Linked DNA regions of Ovis aries: region 2 is linked to region 1. The links are chromatin contacts, called in public Hi-C maps. All regions are on one chromosome and are shown on one strand. Each heading gives the region's core, a stretch centred on a gene start, on an enhancer-like site or on the middle of the called end of the contact. The rest is flanking DNA. Distances are from core to core; before and after follow the strand shown.

Evidence for each region. Hi-C and Micro-C count contacts between places; a contact is called where the count stands out from the background.
Region 2: a contact with region 1 is called in a Hi-C map of tail adipose tissue, with 8 times the contacts expected there. The contact joins the promoter of PRPF4 here to the enhancer-like site in region 1. A contact is called at or near these places in 3 of 16 Hi-C or Micro-C datasets (muscle, skin fibroblasts and tail adipose tissue).

Annotation. Positions count from the first base shown.
Region 1 is chr2:10,134,688-10,140,219 of ARS-UI_Ramb_v3.0, forward strand. RGS3 (regulator of G protein signaling 3) reads right to left here. Exons shown (of 23, transcript XM_042242856.1): 20 at 2,694-2,795; 21 at 2,262-2,323; 22 at 1,480-1,646; 23 at 1-711. The coding sequence ends at 526. Among named protein-coding and RNA genes, the nearest start is that of RGS3, 130 kb to the right of the region's middle. Within about 2 kb of position 3,179, at least 30 of the 54 cell types and tissues checked have an H3K27ac peak or open chromatin away from gene starts, as enhancers often do. A contact at or near this core is called in muscle and tail adipose tissue, where this site is marked.
Region 2 is chr2:10,446,436-10,451,389 of ARS-UI_Ramb_v3.0, forward strand. PRPF4 (pre-mRNA processing factor 4) reads right to left here and starts at 3,499. Exons shown (of 14, transcript XM_012112929.5): 1 at 3,389-3,499; 2 at 2,466-2,646; 3 at 418-604. The coding sequence starts at 3,415. It overlaps CDC26 (cell division cycle 26), which reads left to right and starts at 3,569. Exons shown (of 4, transcript XM_027964107.2): 1 at 3,569-3,758.

The DNA of each region.
Region 1 (5,532 bases), core at 1,929-4,428:
CTTTTTCACAAGGCGTTGGTTAAAATATTGCACTTGTAAAGTAGGAAAACTGACGAGGCAAAGGTTTCCTATTACAGGACGACGTGCCAAGCATCCAACTACTGTTTAAATAAATAAAACTCAAGGCAGGGGTCTGAGCTGTGAGCCCCAGCAGCTCCCCGAAGAGCCCCGGAGCCCAGGCCTCGGCCCCTGCCCCACCAGCCAGTTCTTTAAGGAACTTGGTCGTTGCGAAGTCTCTGCAGCAGGGAGCAGCAGCTCCGGATCTGTCTTAGCCCGGGCCCCTGACCTGCCCAGGCCCTTGGGCCCCCTCGTACCAGGGCAGCGGGGACCCAGTGGGGCCAGTCCCTCTGCTCCTCCAGTGGCCTGGGCCTCTCTTGGTCCAGGCCTCTCATCCAAATGTCCGTCTGTCTATCCGGACGCAGCCTCCGGGGGCTTGCTTGCCCCCTCTGTCACAGGGGGGAGGGAGGCAGGTGGGAAGGGGCCCAGCCCGCCTGGTGTGAACACTGAGCTCTACCCGCGTGGCCCCTAAAGCGGGGGACTCATCTTCTTCTGGTTAATGAGGTCCAGGTAGAGGTCCGAGCGGAGGAAGCGTGGGTATGAGTCCTTTTCCATGAGCCCAAAGATGCGCTTCTGCGCCAGGTCGAAGCAGCCCCGAGTGACGCTCTGCAGGTTGTCCTTGGTGTGCTCCCGTGTGTACGAGTCCAGGTTTACCTGTGGGGCGGAGGGCGGTGAGGTCAGGGCCGCCCGCAAGAAGCTGCTCCTGAGGGCCGGGGGCCGGGGCGGGACCTGCCCAGTCTCTCACCTCCAAGCCCTTCTACTCCACATCCTAAGGTTCAGAGGGGAACCCTATAGGTTAGCAGAGTCAAGTCCTGGTTCAGTCACTGACTGGAGGGGTGGTAGAGTTTTTAGGGCCTGAAAATATCACCTCTAGGGTCAGGCTACCTGGGTTCAAATCCCAGCAATGCCACATGTTAGGTGTGTGACCTTAAGCAAATCGCTTAAGTGGTCTGAGCCCTGGCTGTCTTAATTATAGGCTGGAATAACAGTACTGTCCTCAAAGAGCTGTGAACATTAGCATCACCAACTATTTATTTAAAAAAGATAACGCCTGGCACACTGGAAACACTCAGTAGACATTAGGCTCTCTGAGACTTTGTCTCCTCATTTTAAAAATGAAAATAATATTAAAACCTATATTACAGGTTGTCGTGAGGGTTAAATATGAGCGCTCATCTGTGAAGGGCTTTGCATGGGCCTGGCACCTAGCAGCCCGACAGTGGCCATTTGTGTTATCAGTCAGGATTCTGTTCTTCCCGGGAACCCCAGCCTGCTTCCTCTTCACCCTGGGCACTTGGCCTCTAAGAGTCACTCTGGCCTCTCCCCTGGCTGAGCCCCTCCTTGAGGCTTCCAGCCAGCCCCCTCACCGAGAGGCCACTGGGCATGGGGACGGGGGCCTGAGGGCCCAGCCCAAAGCCCTACCTCCTTGCACGCCTGAATGGCGATGTACTCAGCAAAGATCTTCTTGGCCTTGGCCGCCATCTTGGACTGTGACTTGACCTTCTTGAAGTCCTCGCATGCCAGCCAGAATTCCAGGTTCTCCTCACTAAACTCAGTGCGGAGGAAGGCCTGGAACACCGCTAGACCATCTGTGAGGAGAAGCCCAGACCCTGAGGTGAGAGGCCAAACCAGCCCCTCCTGCCCTCAGGCACCCCCAGTGGACCCTCTTGGCTCATTCTGGGTGCAGATGCTGGGGGCTTAGGAAGGTCACCCGCTCCTGAGAGCCAGGAACCCAGGATATGGTCCCCACCCTTGTATTGCCTCTTCATGGGCCTTGGCCAGGTCTCTCCCCATCGGTGCCTCAGTTTCCTCATCTGTCAAATGGGAACCACCTCCTGGATCCTAGTGAGGATCAGAAGGGGTTCCCATCCACGAGATGACAGGCATATTTGGCCCCGCGTATGCCCTCAGCACATGGAAGTGTTTATTGTTATTCTGGGAATATGGGTCTGACAACACAGGTCCCAAAGGCCTGCGGCAGGCAGTGCCAGCTCTCATGAACAGGGAGGGGCTGGCAGCAGCAGGCTCCAAGGCCAGACTAAGGGCCTCAGCCTTTCCCAACAGCGGGGACCCCTGACTGGGCCCGGGAAACAGGGAAAGGCAGCCTCTCCGGGGCCAGATGCACCCTCTGAGCCTGGGAGAGGAGGAGAGGAGGACGCGAGACAGGACACAGAGAGGGGACAGGCCGGGTGGCCCCCACTTACACTTGTGGACCAGCAGCTTCTCCAAGGACTCGCCCCACTTGAGCGCTTCCTCTGAAGTGGGCCTGAGGGGAAGGCAAGGGGCACAGTGAGGGACCAGGAGGCTCAGGGAAGTGAGCTGACCCCTGTCAGCTGTCCTTGGCCCCAGAAAGTAGCTGAGCCCCATGAGGAGCACAGGAGGGGGCCCACCCCCTTTCTTGGGGCCGGCAGCATCACTTCTACCCCCACCTCGGTCCCTCCCCGGCCGTCCTTCCTGGGACAGTGGCTCCCCATCCATGCTGCTCATGCCGGGTATGAGGCTCCTTCCACAGGAGCCTCCATCAGCCCCGAGCTGGATCAGCCAACTGCATTCTCCCTTCCACGCCCACCAGCCACCCTGCTCCCACGGGACCCGTGAGTGTCTGAGGGGACCCAGGGGTGCCGGAGAGGACCTACTTGAATGACTTCATCACTTTGTCTGTCTTGCCCGTTGGCTGGGCCCCAGGGGACTCGTTCCGCCGCCTAAAGATGCCCAGCTTGTTCTTCATGTCCTTGGCTCTGGGGACAGAAGCAGAGAAGGGGTCGGTGAGCCCGGTCCACTCGCTTGCTGCCAGTTCAGGGTGGGGAGGGCCAGGGCTGGGGCGAGGGGCACCTACTCCTTCATGGTGTGCCGCCTCTGGAGGTTCCCATTCCGAGTGAGGTACATGCCTCGGAGCATCGCTGTAGGGCCCCCCACCTTGCTGCCTGGGACAGTCTGCTGCAAGCACCCCAGGCTCCTGTTCCCAACCTGGTACCAGGCGGCAACGGTGCGGGCTGCAGCTGAGCACTCACTGGAATCCCAGCCCCCGGACGACTGGACTCCCAGGCACAGGCCAGGCTAGGACTCAGACAGGAGGAGCCAGGAAATGGGAGGGACCAGGACGGGAGCAGGGAAAAAAAAAAAAATCCCTCCTGGCCAACCCTAAGAGGGAGCCCGTGAAAGGGGCATGTGTCTGCAAGGGGCGGCCTCTGGGGCCCGCCCAGGCAGGAAGCCAAACCCGTTATTTGTGACTGGCCTCCCCGTTACCATGGCAGCGCCCTGGGAAGGAGGAGAAAACAAGTCAGCAAATTGCTGGGAGGGAAGGCGGAGGGAAGGGAGGCTCTGCCCACCAGGGTGGCAGGACAGGCTATTTTTAGCCAAGAGCCATTTTTAGCCCTGCCACTCCCCCAGGGAAGATTTCAGCCTGTGGGCAAGCTGCTGGCAAGAAAGGGGTTAAGTGTTTCCTGCTCATGATTGCCTCCCCGGTCCCTAGACCCCTACCTGGGCACCTCCCAGAGAATAGTTTCTGCCAGCAGACTGCTCAGTCTCCCTCATCGGCTTTGGATATATCCACCCATGAATATGCAGAATGTCCCGTGAAGTTTCAAGTTTTAAGCTCAAATCACTTCAAAAGTACAAAGCCCATAAATTCTCAAAAATGTCATTTGAAACAAATTAACTTTTTTATGCCTACTTAGTCTTATGACTTTTGAATAACACATTTTTTTGTTTTAGTTTTTGATCTCTGTCCTTCTGATTAAAGACGACAAATGCTGACTGAACCGAAAAATTAAATGCGTAAAATTTAAAATGCGTTATCAAAATCGTAAAGCTAAGTAAGTGTAAAAGAAATTTAAATAATGGACTTTCAAATGTGTTTTATACGTTGGGCAGCATACTTCTGAAGTTATCCGAGCTTCAGAGGTTACTAAGACCAACAGTCTGCCCTGTTTAATGAAGGCGAGCGGTGCAGGAGGAAGTTAGGAGCAGAAATGCTGCAGCAAGACCGGCTCAGGTTCAGCTCCCAGCCCCAGCTGTTACCAGCTGTGTGCCCTTTATCAAGTTACCTAACCTCTCTGAATGTCAAGCTTTCTCATCTGTTGAACACAGATGATGACAGTACCTACCATCTGCTGGGCTTGTTTCGAGGCAAGGGAAAAATGCACAAAAAGCTTTAGCACAGTGGCTGGGGCAAAAGTGCTCAGGCTTATCTATATGGACCCTGAGGTCCTAGGGCAGCTGATTAGAGGTGAGGACCCTGCTCTAGCAGATTCCAAGCCAATGAGATAAGGCCAAGGAGTCCAGGGACGGGCAGCCCTCCAGTGAGGATCAAGGCCCTCTGAGAGCCTTGGTGGGGCTAGGAGTGACAGAGCCCAGCTTCTTGGGGCACCATGCTCTGTTTGGGACCCCTGCTCCTGGCCCGCTATCGAGGTGAGGACATAGAAGCTGGGGGGAGGGGAGGGGGGTGAGGAGGAGAGCTTGCCTGAGGTCCAACCTGCAGGCTGCTGCCTTCCACTTGGGCTCTTTATTGGCTCAGAAACCACTGTGTTTCCCTGTGGCTGGAGGAGTCTGAAGCGCCTGCCCAGCCAAGCCTTTCGTCCCTAGATATACAGCTGGGCAGACTCACAGCCATACGGCTCAGCTGGAGAGGGCCTTGAAAATCCCTGATTGCCACCCAGGTAACTCAAGAAAGGATGGTAGAGGTCAGAGATGCCCCACATGGGTCCAGACAGTAGAACTGGGACCCACAAGAAGAAGCTAAAGGGACATTTTCCTCCAATCAGAGCCATGAAAAGATGGAGCAAGTAGCCTCTGAAGAATGGGCTCCCATCACTAGGAGCTCAAAGGCTAATTAGCAGGGGTGCTGCAGACCTCATTCAGGGTGCTCTGCTTAGAAATAACAGGCTCTGTGGGAATTCCCTGGTGGTCTAGTGGTGAGGATTCTGTGCTTCCACCGCAGGGTGCCTGGGTTAGATCAGATCCCTGGTCAGGGAGCTGAGATCCTGCAAGCTGCGTCATGAGGCCAAAAAAATAAGTAAATAAATAATGGGTACTGAAGGGAAAAAATAAATTAAAAAATTTAAATATATGTGTATGCATATTTACTTTTTTAGAGCCATCACGCCAGGTTTCAGATCTCAACTCTCAGAAAAGCCACTTAACCTTGGAAAACCAACTTAACCTCTTTCTGCCTCAGTTTACTCATTTGTAAAACAGGTTAAATAAGAAAAAAGGAGAGTAAAATAAAAATTATGGTAAAGGTCACTTAAATGCGGAATCTAGAAAAATAGTACAGATGAACTTATTGGCAAGGTAGAAAGAGAGACACAGATGCAGAGAACGAACCTAAGGTTACCAAGGAGGGGGTACGAACTGGGAGATTGGGTTTGCCATATACACAGCTATGTATAAAGCAAATGACTAACGAGAACCTACTGTTCAGCACAGGGAACTCTACTCAGTGCTCTGTGGTGACCTAAATGGGGAGAAAATCTA
Region 2 (4,954 bases), core at 2,249-4,748, 310 kb after region 1:
AAAAATCAATGCTTTTGAACTGTGGGGTCGGAGAAGACTCTTGAGTCCCTTGGACAGCAAGATCAAACCAGTCCATCCTAAAGGAAATCAATCCTCCAAAATTCATTGGAAGGACTGATGCTGAAACTGAAGCTCCAATACTTTGGCCACCTGATGCGAAGAGCCAACTCACTGGAAAAGACCCTGATGCTAGAAAAGACTGAGGGCAGGAGGAGAAGAGGACGACAGGATGAGACAGTTGGATGGCGTCACTGACTCAATGGACATGAGCCTGAGCAAGCTCCGGGAGACAGTGAAGGACAGGGAAGTTCATGGGGTCACAAAGAGTCGGACATGACTTAGTGACTGAACAACAACAACTAAAATCTGGAACTATAATCCTGTGATTAAAAAAGAGTAAGTACTTAGAAAGGGTACCTTTCTCTTCTTTCAGCAGGACCTTCTCCAAAAAGTGTGATGGGTTCCCCCAAAGCTCTAAGGCAAGCTTTGACCTCTGAGTCATCTGTGGAAACGTTGATTTGCCGGGCTCGCTTCCTTCTCTCAAACTCTGCTAACACTTCAGCCTGTCTCTCACTGATGTGCTCTTCAATTTCAAACACTTCTCCTATAAACAGAACAGGCAATATCAGCATAATCACCAATCTTCTTTAATTAAGGAGAGAGAAATAAGTTCTTACAACTGGAGTTTGCACGCCTCTGCTGCTGCTGCTAAGTTGCTTCAGTCGTGTCCAACTCTGTGCAACCCCATAGACGGCAGCCCGCCAGGCTACCCCATCCCTGGGATTCTCCAGGCAAGAACACTGGAGTGGATTGCCATTTCCTTCTCCAATGCATGACAGTGAAAAGTGAAAGTGAAGTCGCTCAGTTGTGTCCGACTCTTAGTGACCCCATGGACTGCAGCCTACCACGCTCCTCCGTCCGTGGGATTTTCCAGGCAAGAGTACTGGAGAGGGGTGCCATTGCCTTCTCCGCTGCATGCCTCTAGGGACAGTTAACTAATCTGTTAGAAACTTTAGTTTCTCAGTTTATTAAAGTATGCCAAACACAGAAAACTAAATGAGGTTTTAAAGGCCAGAAACTGGTTCAAGTCATCTTGTTTCATTTGGCAACTTACACTTACATAAACACACAGCCTTCATGAGACAATGAGAATATGGAGCACTTTTAACAAGTTATCTAGGCTTTCTATCCATGGCAAAATAGAAACATTATTTCAACAGTTGCCAAAGCTACTCTCTGAAATAGTCTCAGTATAGGAACACTAACAAATCTAACAGTGAACTGGAAATAATTACCATGAAAATGATAAAGCCTTAACTACAAGGCTTTTTGGATAATCTAGTAGCTAGTTTTAAAACTCACATAAAAAACAAGCATTTGGATGAGAAGTGAGAAGTACAAGGGTGATGCAGTCATGTTTAAAATAACATAAAAGGTTTAAAACTCATGAAAAGTGCACACGTATAGAAAAGAAAATGTGTGGGAGGGTCGATGAGAAACAACAGAAGTCCTATCTGCACAGAAGTCTTTTTATACCCTTCCATACTTTCTGAATTTCTTATGACAAACATGAATGATTTTATTTTTAAAATATAGTAGACTACTAGTTACTGGCATGAAAAAATACCCTCAACAGTGTGTGCATACTTACTGGCTTACTTGTTTCCAACTCTTTGAGAGCTGGTAGACTGTAGCCCACCAGACCCCTCTGTCCATGGGGTTTTCCATGCAAGAAATACTGCAGTAGGTTGCCATTTCCTCTTCCAGGGGATCTTCCCCACCCAGTGATCAAAGCCACCTTGTCTCCTGTGTCTTGCACTGCAGGTGAATTCTTTACCCACTGAGCCATCAGGAAAGCCCATTTAACAGTATCACAATGACAAACGCAGCTTACAAAACAATTGGTTTATCGTGATTTCATTTATGGGAAAAAAAAGTGTATTTTTATAGCTTTATTAAGTTCTTGAAATGACATAGCTCCAATTAATACAGATTACAGGTTTTTCTACTTCATATGTTTCTTTATTGTTTAATTGCTTTCAAAATAAAGATGGCTATCACTTTAAAATTTAGAAGAGATAATTTCATTTTGGGTGAAAAACAGTTGAAAAACTAAAAAGAGGAGAATATTAGGAAACACAGTAGCTCCAAGCTAACGCCAGAACTACACTAGATCTCCAGAAGACAAAGGAAATCACTCTGAATTCAAATACACACTGAATAAATAAATTCCTAGTAAAATTACTAACAGTTTACTGAAGGAAAACTGTATAAAAGGTTTTAAGAAAAAGGTTCTTTGGATGATAAGACCAAGTCAGGTAGGTGGAGAATATGGACTTTGATAGGTGCAAGCTTATTAGTTGTAGTTTCTTGACATAAACTAGTGATATTTAAGATGAAGAAGGTAATCATTACAGAAAATTTGAGCACCAAAGGTAAAGATGAACTCACAATTTGAATCTTACCAGAGGTTATGTTAATGTTTCCTGCTTCAATTCCTGCTTTGAGTCCTTCTTTTCCCAAAAGCCCAGATTCTCCTTTGGCCAGACGCTCCCTCTCCTTCTCTTCCAAACTTCCATAATAGATGTGTGGTTTCTTCACAACAGGAGCCACTAAGTCATCTGGTGCCTTAGTTTTGGTTGCCTGCTAAAACAAAGACCTAGGTTAACCTAAAGCTTAATCTTAGCAGCCTAATAGGTTTCGCAGCAGAATGAAGCTTATTTAGAGCTTCAAACCTATTTCTTCCCCACACAAAGGACAAACCAGACACCAGTTAAAATGTGTCTTCCTTAATCTGGGGGTGGAGGGAAAGAGTGGTTCCAGTCTCTTAATCACTTAAGTTTTGTAGATAGGAAGAGATGGATAAAACTAGTCAATTTCTCGTGCTGATTTTTCTGTCAAAGGTTTTCTCTTGAATATGTGTATTTCATACGGCTGCAGCAGGTGAAATCTCTTCTTGGCTTTTATGAAATTTCCACAATTACTGCTCATCACAGGGGTATCAAGGATAACTGAAATAACCAACGCGATGGTACGGGGGCCAAGTTAGAAAGCTACTGTTCATACATTTCAAACGTTTCGGATATGAAGCAGTAGATAAGTTAGGAGGCCTCGTTACAATTAAGAGTTCTGAAAGTGTCATAAATCTTGGCCAAGACTCTACTCCCTTTCAGAGCTCCGTTTCTGAACCAGACGGAAGAGATATTTACATTTCGGGGCTGGAGTGAGAGGTGAAAACGAGCTAAAACAGATGGAAGCACCCAAGAATTAGGAAAACACCGAAGCCTTCCTCCTCGGCCCTCCACCGCCGTAGCCCGTTCCCTAATGGCCCTGTTTCGCAGGGACCCCCCCACCCCCTCAGCGCTCCCTGCCAGAATGAGACCTGTACCGTGGAGGAGGGTCGTGAGGAAGCCATGCTGGGCTCCGGGGACGCGAAGCCTCAGCGAAAGCCGCGCTCTACGTTTCAGACCGTCCACCGCGCGCCCAGCAAAGCGGAACTACGTCACCAACCGGAAGTGGTCCTAGGTCCGACGCAGCATCCTGGGAGGCGTGGAGCATTATGGGAATCGTAGTAGGAGGGAGTCTGGGCGAGTTGAGAGATGTGATCTGTAGAGCCTCAGAGAGAAGCACGCGGAGGCCAAGGTTCTGCGAAGAGAGAAACTCAGAGGCAGTGTGGGAAGTGTAGTCCAGTTGGCTTAGCGGATGATTCGGGGTGGGCGCCGAGGTTCCGGAAAGGGACTGAACAGGCCTGAAAAGAGGTAGGTGCGGGGAATCGCGCGGCTGCGAACTGAACTCAGGGAGCGAATCGAGGGATTCCGGGGCCTACTATCGGCTCCCGGCCCGGCCAGGGGCTCTAAGTCCTCCTGGCGCCAAGGCCTATGTTGCCATGGAAACTCTCGCCCTGGACCCTTGAGTGCAGCCCAGGAGCTGCGGCGGGAGTGCTGTTCTCCTCCACTGTCAGGAAGTTCTCTTGGCAGTTTCTTCTGGGCTGGGTAGGTTTTCGGTGAATTTGGGCAGTGGTGAAACAATAAGTTCAAAGAGCCCTCTAGCGCCGAAGTGAAATAAAGACCAGGCGGAGGAGCCACGCCCCGCTTTTGCTGTCTTCAGCAGGTCTTTCTGTCTTATTCCGAGAGAGATGATGAATGTGAGGCGTCAGGTAAACTGCAAGCAAGCAACTTGCACGACTCTGCTGCCCTGGGTGCTGGGGCATCAGAGGCGGACAAGACAAGATTCTTGCCCCCTTGTAGGGCGTGAAAGTGAAAGTGAAGTCGCTCAGTCGTGTCCAACTCTTTGCAACCCCATGGGTTCTCCATCCATGGGATTTTCCAGGCAAGGGTACCGGAGTGGATTGCCATTTCCTTCTCCTTGTAGGGGGTGGAGATGCTCAAAATATTGATGTTTCCAGAGCTGGAAAGAGCCCCCTCCTCTCCCCTAGGCCTCTTTCCGATAATAATGCCTATTTACTGTGAAAAATTCTGAAAGAGATGGGAATACTAGACCACCTGACCTGCCTCCTGAGAAATCTGTATGCAAGTCAAGAAGCAATAGTTAGAACTGGACATGGAACAACAGACTGGTTCCAAATCAGGAAAGGCATAGTAAAGGCAATATATTGTCACTCTGCTTATTTAACTTATTAGATGCAGAGTACATCATGCAAAATGCCAGGCTGGATGAAGCACAAGTTGGAATCAAGATTGCCGGGAGAAATATCAATCACCTCAGATATGCAGATGACACCACCCTTATGGCAGAAAGTGAAGAAGACTTAAAGAGCCTCTTGATGAAAGTGAAAAAGGAGAGTGAAAAACTTGGCTTAAAACTCCACATTCAGAAAACTAAGATCATAGCATCTGGCCCCATCACTTCATGGCAAATAGATGGGGAAACAATGGAAACAGTAACAGACTTTATTTTGAGGGGCTCCGAAATCACTGCAGATGATGACTACAGC